Regions from separate parts of the Mus musculus genome. Here regions 1 and 2 are each linked to region 3. The links are chromatin contacts, called in public HiChIP or PLAC-seq and Micro-C maps. All regions are on one chromosome and are shown on one strand. The core of a region is the stretch at or near the end of the contact, and the rest is flanking DNA. Distances in the headings are between cores, read along the strand shown.

Region 1 (2,700 bases), core at 169-2,668, 110 kb before region 3:
ACTGGAGTCAAAAGGCAGGAAGAGCCCAGCCAAGTGGACGCCAGGTGAGAGAGGCTGTGAGAAGCTGAACTGGAAAAGTCTTGGAGGAAGTGGAGGTCAGAGCCAGGGCACAGGCTGAGCCCAGAGGTGTAGCAAGAGAAGGTTAAAAAAAGCCAAAAGGGAACTTACTGCTAGACCCTGGGCAGTTGGGGAGGCATATAGGGAGGAAGTTATGGACTAGGGAGCCTGGAAGTTGTGGCTATTTGGGCATAAAGGGGAATATTACTAATACCGGGGATACTGAGAATGACAACAGGCACACAAGGAGAACAGAAGTCACATGTAAGAATAATAAATAAATACACTAATATACCCATGCCTTTAATCGCAGCACTTAGGAGTGGCAGAAACAGGTGGATCTCCAAAAGTTCAAAGCCAGCCTGGTCTACATAGTGAGTTCCAGGTGAGCTAGGGTTATGTAGCCAAACTTGTCTAAAAATAAATGAAAAAATGTTTACAGTGCCCAAATCCTGCTACTCACACCACAGGGCAACCACTGGTGGGAAGAACAAAGACTTGTACTCCCTAAAGGAGCCCCGTGATGGTAGCTGGCCAGCGGCAGAGCTGGCTTTGGGCAGAAGGCCCACGTCTCTGGGTGGGAGTGTCTTGGAGCTGGGCTCAGCAAGCTGGGGAGTCCCTACGGGAGAGGGCGGGCTGGACTGGTCATTCAGGTCCCTGGAGAATGAAGGTAGCACAGCATGGTGTGGGACATGCAAGTGACAATGTGGCCCCTCAAAGGACCACACAGCAAGGCAAAAATCTGGCTAACATATAGCGCCTGTGCTAGTTTGGGTTCTGACTGAAAACAGAAATGCTGGGATAAACAGTGTCTTCACTTTGTCTCCTTGTTGTGTCAGGCTGGGTAACAATCAGGGCCTTGCCTTTAGACAGCACCATGGTCTGCAGACCATGCAGAGGAAAGAAGGCAGCCTTCAGACACCTTCCTGGTCCTTTTGCCTCTGCAGGCAGACTATCTAGTCCCTCTGCATGCCGCTTCCTCAGGATAATGTGGGACATGTGCACGTTTCCCAGGGCAGCACGTGGTTTTGCCAGGATCTGGGATCTGTCATGCTGTTGCTGCTGATGGCTGGTGACTTTACTTGCAGAAGAGCATCAGCCTCCTGAAGGCACTCGGCGCGCTCCTCCCTCAGACCAGGCTTCAGAAAGGCCAGTGCTACCCAGGCGCGCCTGCGCACGCTACATTTGTGCTGGGGTGACTCTGAGAGCACTGAGGCACCTTGCCCTCTCTTCTGGAGGCCCAGCCCCACCTGGAGCGAAGCTCCGAGTGCTGTCACCACAGAGACCAGGCAGCACTGCTGGCAACGGTAGGGAAAACCCTGGCAACATGGAAATAGAAATAGAAGGGGAGGTGACAGCAGTTCCAGAGACACATCTGGGGGCCAGAGGGAGCAGCAGCTCTCAGCAGGAAATGGGAAGCAATGAGGCCACCTGAAGTGGGGGAGGGGGAAGGAGAACTGGCCTAGAAACAGGAAATTAAAAGGAATTAAGACAGTGAAGGAGGTGGAGCAGAGGAGCTGGAGGGCAGCCTAATAACGGAAGGCAGGCTCTGGACCCAGGGCCCAGCAGTCGCTCAGCATCAGGGAGCTGTGGAGCGGAGGACTAGGCCCCAGGCCCTGGACTGGCCAGCAACAGAGACCCTGTGTGAGTACTCATCTCACTGGCCAGATGTTGGGTCAAAATGAGAGGTGAGACTCGGTCAAGAGGTTCTAACGTGGAACAAGAGCACTGTTGAGAGTGCTCATAGTGCTCGTCCTGCATTGGGGAGGCTGAGGCAGGGGGATTATGAATTTGAGGTTATCCTGGGTTATATGGGAGACTTCATTATGTATTCTTCCGGTGCTACCCTAGGGAGGATTTACTCAGGAGTGTGACGTGTATCCATAATGTTCACTGAGTGTGGACTCTGTGCACAGCTTGCTCTTCACGGATCTGTCAGCCTCATGAGGGCAGCAGGAAACCACGTGCAAGTGGACTCACCTCCCAAAAGAATGCAAACTCTGAAATGCTCATGTTCCCTGAAGGGGGTGAGCAATTCTATGATGGCTGCTTCCTGTACAGAGAGTGCTGAAGCTTCTAGGTCCTATCTGTGTTCCTAAAGTGTTGCTCATTCCCCGGCTCTGAAGGAAGCTCCTCTCAGCACTCACCACCGGTCAACAGCAGAAACCAAGTGCAAATAGATAATCCTTCGCATCGGCAATCAAAAGCAGCACATTAGGAGTTGTCAAGGCAATAATTTAAAGTCAGCTCTCCGGTGCATCAATACTTGCTAAGAAACATCCCCTGGCCGTGCTGTAGGTTACCCCTGGGAATGTGACTCTATCTGGCAGGAATTCAACTGTCTTGGAAAAGCCAGGCAGGAGCACTGTTACGGATATCTTGTTTTGACAATTCCCTCTGGACCGCATGTCAAAGATCTCTGGATGGTTCCAGCCAGGCTATGGATTCACTATAACAAACTCCTTCATTCATCCTGCTTAGACCAGGCTGTGCCACCTGGCACTAATTAGGGACACCTGGCAAGGTGACCCATTGTCACCCATCAGTGGAGAAAAGTGAAGCACCTGGACAGGGTTATGAGCTCTGAGGTGAGTGCATGAGTTCCAGACGCCAGGGCGGCATGTGAGAGGTGGCCTAGTGGCT
Region 2 (2,700 bases), core at 154-2,653, 120 kb before region 3:
TCAGGATGATTTTGGGGGACAGGTGCCATCCTAAGGCTTGGGGTGAAGTGGCTGGAGCCTTTGGAAGTCTAGGCATGTGAGGTGCTCCTCATTTCCAGAGGAGTCAGCCCTGCTGTCATCAAAGCCACCTGCCCTCAGGGGCAAGCAGACTATCTAGAGAGCTAGGGGCATGCTTAATCCATCTACCCCGCTTCCCTGGAGTCTCCCTTATGGATCTCAACATGTTCCAAGAGGCAGTGTTGGGCGGGGGGCACCTTCAACAAAGGCAGGAGCAACACTTCTTGGGATAGGGGCTTTGGCCCAGGTATTAGCTCAGGTTCTGGGATGAGCTTAGCTCACCCATTGCCCGTGGGGAGCCCTTTGCAGTCACTTTCCAGATCCCACTCCAGGTTCTTGTAGGACATCGTGCAGGTCGGGCCCATCCCATCCCAGGACCTGGGCACCTGGCTGCACTTCCCAGCCATGGCCCACACCACTTGTTTGCTTCCTCACAGCTGTCCAGATCCACATCCTGAAGGCCGACAAAGCAGGGGACTGGTGGAAGTTCACCGTGAACATCATCTCCGTGTACAAGCAGGGCACAAGTCGTATTCGCCGTGGTGACCAGAGTTTGTGGATCCGCTCACGAGACATCGCCTGCAAGTGTCCCAAAATCAAGCCCCTCAAGAAGTACTTGCTGTTGGGTAATGCCGAGGACTCACCTGACCAGAGTGGCATCGTGGCAGACAAGAGCAGCCTGGTGATCCAGTGGCGGGACACATGGGCACGGCGGCTGCGCAAGTTCCAGCAACGGGAGAAGAAGGGCAAGTGCAAGAAGGCCTAGCGCGGAGGTGGCGCGGGCTCCAGGAGGGCGGGCAGGGCGCTGGCAAAGGCTGGCAGCCTTGGACTTGGCCGTCAGGGGTTTTTTTGGGAGGGTGGGGGCGGGGCGAAGTCGAAGTGGGGCGGGGCCCTCAGCGGCTCCGCCCCAGCCCCACCCTCACACCCCTGGCTGCGCTCTTATGCGCATGGCAGAAAGCACCCTGTATTGACAGGCCAGGCCCTGGAGAAATGAGGACAAGACATAGCTACCTCACGGCGCTCCTTCCAGAACAGAGATGCGCTTCCCTAGGGCTAGGTGGGGGTCGCCGTGGAGGGGTTAGGGAGGTCCTGAGAGGCGGGAACAGAATGGCACAGTGGTCTACAGTCGCTGTGTTTGATGGTTATTGAAGGGGGATGTAAGAACTGTGAATTTTTGGGCCTGCAGCCTGGGCAGGGGCAACCAATCCACCACCAGACACTAGTCACGCCCCCCTCCTTTCTCCATCACCCGCTGTCTAGGAATTCCCACAGGACTCCAGACTCTGACAACAGGTCCCTATGTTAGAGGGCCCGATGACACTGGGATCAGCCAGCTTTGGTCTCCACTGCCACCTGCTGGGCTGGTCTCCTGGGTGGAGTTCACCATCTGTAGGGAGGGGAGAGTTCTCCTGGGGCCTGCTCTACTCCAGTGGGGCTGGCCCAGGCTCCTGGCCCATCAGAGGGCCTAGGGCCTAAGGACCCTGAAGTCAAGCCGGGTGGTCACTGCCTCTGCTGGAGCTGCCTGTGGAAGGAGGCATTGCAAACCAAAACCTCCCAGAGAGTTTCCTTGCTGGAAACTTGGAAACAGCCCTTTTTATGACATTTTCCAGGGGAGGGGGAGGGGTACTGGCGGGGGTTTAGGGCAGTGACACTATTTGTGTAATGACATCAGCTCCCACAAGGCCTCACAGCAATGTCAACAGCTGGAGAGGGCCTGGTTAAGTCTGGAATGCCAGCGGCTGTCTAGGCAGTTTGAACCAGGCTTGGGGGAAGGGGCTTGCCTGAGTCAGGGTAGGGTCGCTGCTCAGCAAGGTGCCTGGCGTCCAAGCTGGAGGGCAAGGCCAGGAATGGTCAGGTTCTTGGGGTCCAAGCATTCTGTGACTGCTTCCTGCTGCCGCCCTCACTGCTGGCTCCCCAGAAAAGGGACATAGACTCCTTGGTTAAGAAACCCACTCTAGCTCCCAGCTGTCTTGGTCTAGCCTGGGCAGTCTGGTCTATTCCTTTCTGGCTGCCTTCTTTGTGGAGGTCCCCAGGCCCTCCTGTATGCCTAGCTCTCTTTTCTCTTAGAGACTTAATGTCCTCACGCAGGCAGCTCCAAGCTTCCCTTCTGGTTGCTTCCCAGGCCCCTTTAGCCTTTCCCTGCCTCCCTGTACTCGGGCCTCTAGCCTCGCGCCCCGCACACTGGATGAGAGGCCTGGCCCTCTCAGTCAGGAAATTGGTTTCATTTCTCCTGCCCACTTGGCTGCCCTGAAGGGCCATATGAGGGATGAAGCTCAGCCCCTCAGTGACACGGCTCCCTCTGCTTCTCCACTTCTGCCCACATCACCACTGCCACTTACTGAGCACCCTCTTGGTGCCAGGCACTTTACCCATATGCTCCTGGCCTGTTTTCACCACAAACCTGCGAGGCAGGGATTCACTCTTGTCTTCGTGTTCACCAGTAAAAAGACATGTCCACGTGCCCAAGGTCACACCAGCACCGGTACTCAGACTCTGACCTCACCACAGTTGCACATCAGCAGTTAGCCCTCTTGACACTCCCACAGTAGGCGAGGGTTGGGTGGGATAGTGGTTACCACTGAGACCCAGGCAGCTTGTCTCTAGAGAACTCTGAGGATATGAGCCTGGAGTATGGTCTGGGAC
Region 3 (2,700 bases), core at 125-2,624:
AGGACCCAAGTTTAATTTTTAGCATGGAGGCTCCTAACTGCCTGTAATTCTATGCCCAGGGTATCTGATGCTTTCTTTAGACCTCCATGGGCACCAGGTGTGCATGTGGTGCACATACGTGTGTGTGTGTGTGTGTGTGTTTGTATGTATAGTGAAACACCCATACACACATTTAAATAAATAAAAATTCTAAAGTTATTAGTTTAAATTCCTACCTATGGGTTTCCTATTGCAGGGCACCTGGTAGGAACTCCTGCAGTGCTTCTGGAAGCCACCACTCTGGAAGCCACTCCATGGGGATGTCCCCTTGCCTGTTCACACCTTACACATGGTGGGGCGAGGGGAGGCAGTGAGCAGGGGCAGGTTAGGCAGAAAGCAAGGACCCCTGTCATGTTTTCTCCGCACCTCAAACCAGAGCCTTTCATCTGGGTCTGAAATGTGCAACAGAGGCCTGTGCTAAGACCCTTCCCAACTGCCAAACAAATGGACAGGGAGCTCTGTGTACAAAGAGCCAAGAGGTGCAAGAAAGAGCTCAAATAAAGGAACATCCAAGGAATACTCCCAAGACGAAGCCATTAGACACTAAGTCAGTGTCACAAGCTCAGACCTACCAAAAGGCAACAATGTCACACCCTTGACAACACTAAGACAGAACCCTGACTGTTAAAGAAACAAGGAAGGCAGTTACTGTACACTAGGGGCGAGCTTTAGGAAATATGCCCCAGAAGACAGAAAAGGGCATAAAAAGGACGAAACATGTTAGCAAATAAAACTGAGAGGTGGGGGATAAAGAGCTGGGAAGACAGATGAGATAACCATCAAGTAAAAGAAAGAGGACTTTTCTCTGATGTGGTAAACACTGAGTCTTCCTGTAGGAACAACCAAAATGTAAGCATTAGGTATCCGTCGTGGACAGTGTTTATCATCTGCAGAGATTGCGCCTGCGGTTCCTAACATTCAGAATACAGATACAATTCTGCAAGCATTAGGACAGCAGCAAGGGAGGAAACTCCCCAATAAAGGAAGGACACGATCTATCACACAGCATCCAGGAAATACCAGCAAACAATGGGGTAAAGAGATGTGGGGACAAATGACTGTGATCTGGGGGGACTCAGAATCTAGCCACTCGAAGCCTGCATCTGCACTAACCACAGTACCAGCCACTAGGGAGACTGAAGTGAGGTGACAGCTTGAGCCCAGGAGCTGGAGCCACATGGGTGACATAGGAAGGACCTCTATCCAAAACAAAGAAACCATCCTTGAGGGGCTATGGTGTACTCACAAAGAAAGAGACCGCAGGCAACTGCACACGGAGTCAGAGACTACTCGCCCATCTCTGGAATGCAGGGAATGAGGTCATAGAAAAGGCATGAAGCGGGATCAAACTACACAGGTTTGCTAAAGTGCTTAGTGCCTCACAGGATGCAATCACTCACATCTTCTGGCTGTGGCAGGCAGCCTTTGGCCATCGTGCCTCTTAGCCGCCATTCCGTCCCTCCTGGATTTTTATTCTTCCCAGGCTGCACTTGCAGTGAAGTTTGTGGGGTCTGTGGCAGCATCAAAAAAATTGTCTGAGTCGCTAGCTGACTACCCATCTTTAATTTCCATATATTTAAAACCACCAAGAGCTGCCACATTTTCAAACTCCAGCAAGATCACCTGACTACTTTTTTTCCATGGCAGATGCTTTTGTTAGTAACTAGAGCATCGTGTCAGAACACAAAGTGAGTGTCGGCAAGACCAAACAGTAAATACCACATGCTAAACTCATTCCGATTAGCAGAACTATGTGGCGGAGAGACTTTGCCTCACGCTGCACTAATGCTCCCCGTGTGTGGATGGGATCTGTTGGGCCAGCTTCCATTTGCAGATTCCATTTGCGGATTCCATTTGCAGAGAGAGTGACAGAAAACATGATAAACGAACAGTATGTCATAACAAAGAATTACACGGGTGTATGTGTATATACAAATATTTCTGTTTCTATGTCTGTATATGCATGCATAGATTTATATGTTAGAAAGCATATTCTAAATTTTTTGCAAACATACAACATTTATGTCTGAACAACATGTCAGAGACAATATTGTAATATCACTTACAAAGGACATTTATGTACCACACACATACCATTTCCCCACCAAAATATTTTTCAATATTTTCAGTCAGGGGTTGTGGCTCATGCTGATAATCCAAGAACTTAAGGGCAGGATTGCCACCAGTTTGAGGCCGGCCTGGGTTATACAATGAACACCCTGTCCTTCATATTGTTTTCAGATAATGAAGAAATGAATGGGGAGGAGGGGACTCAAGTTGGTTGAGTCATTATATAATAACAGAAGCTATAAATCACAGTAGTCAGTGATACCACAGAGCTTGAATCCAGGGACAGCACAGCCATGAAACTAGGAGCTAATTAACATTTCCATATTGGTTGTGAAATACAAGTAACTCCAATCCACAGTTGAGTCAATTATCACAAAGTGTGTATTTTTTAGTGTCTGTGTAGTACTGAGGACTGCACCCCAGGACCTAGAGCACACAGGACAAGCGTTCTGCCACTCAGCTCCAGGCCCAACCCTAATAATCAGGATGCGGCTATCCCAGTCACATTTTACCTAGGCCAAGAAAGGAGGCTGGAGAAACCCTAATATCATCCTCTCCATCCCACTCCCCCTAATTACTACTTCCTTATCT

The links. Hi-C and Micro-C count contacts between places; a contact is called where the count stands out from the background. HiChIP or PLAC-seq counts read pairs in DNA pulled down with a chosen protein or histone mark.
Region 1: a Micro-C map of trophoblast stem cells shows a contact between it and region 3, with 2.5 times the contacts expected there. The contact joins two enhancer-like sites. A contact is called at or near these places in 4 of 39 promoter capture datasets (the 3T3-L1 cell line, cranial neural crest, embryonic stem cells and 1 more), 1 of 15 datasets of contacts at CTCF or cohesin (pro-B cells), 8 of 484 Hi-C or Micro-C datasets (the C2C12 cell line, cerebral cortex, embryonic fibroblasts and 3 more) and 3 of 115 datasets of contacts at active chromatin or transcription factors (Th17 cells, double positive thymocytes and thymic regulatory T cells).
Region 2: an HNF4G HiChIP or PLAC-seq map of pancreatic cancer cells shows a contact between it and region 3. The contact joins two enhancer-like sites. A contact is called at or near these places in 2 of 39 promoter capture datasets (the 3T3-L1 cell line and 3T3-L1-derived adipocytes), 1 of 15 datasets of contacts at CTCF or cohesin (pro-B cells), 8 of 484 Hi-C or Micro-C datasets (the C2C12 cell line, the HL-1 cell line, double positive thymocytes and 2 more) and 4 of 115 datasets of contacts at active chromatin or transcription factors (the HPC-7 cell line, cardiomyocytes, pancreatic cancer cells and 1 more).

The regions. Positions count from the first base shown.
Region 1 is chr11:68,194,694-68,197,393 of GRCm38.p6, reverse strand. All of the region lies in intron 7 of Stx8 (syntaxin 8), which reads right to left. Among named protein-coding and RNA genes, the nearest start is that of Mir6406, 25 kb to the left of the region's middle. Within about 2 kb of position 1,418, at least 48 of the 459 cell types and tissues checked have an H3K27ac peak or open chromatin away from gene starts, as enhancers often do. A contact at or near this core is called in trophoblast stem cells, where this site is marked.
Region 2 is chr11:68,211,129-68,213,828 of GRCm38.p6, reverse strand. It overlaps Ntn1 (netrin 1), which reads left to right. Exons shown (of 7, transcript NM_008744.2): 7 at 495-2,700. The coding sequence ends at 823. Among named protein-coding and RNA genes, the nearest start is that of Mir6406, 8.4 kb to the left of the region's middle. Within about 2 kb of position 1,403, at least 59 of the 459 cell types and tissues checked have an H3K27ac peak or open chromatin away from gene starts, as enhancers often do. A contact at or near this core is called in the C2C12 cell line and pancreatic cancer cells, where this site is marked.
Region 3 is chr11:68,088,710-68,091,409 of GRCm38.p6, reverse strand. The region is part of intron 6 of Stx8 (syntaxin 8); the gene reads right to left. Among named protein-coding and RNA genes, the nearest start is that of Stx8, 120 kb to the right of the region's middle. Within about 2 kb of position 1,374, at least 71 of the 459 cell types and tissues checked have an H3K27ac peak or open chromatin away from gene starts, as enhancers often do. A contact at or near this core is called in the C2C12 cell line, pancreatic cancer cells and trophoblast stem cells, where this site is marked.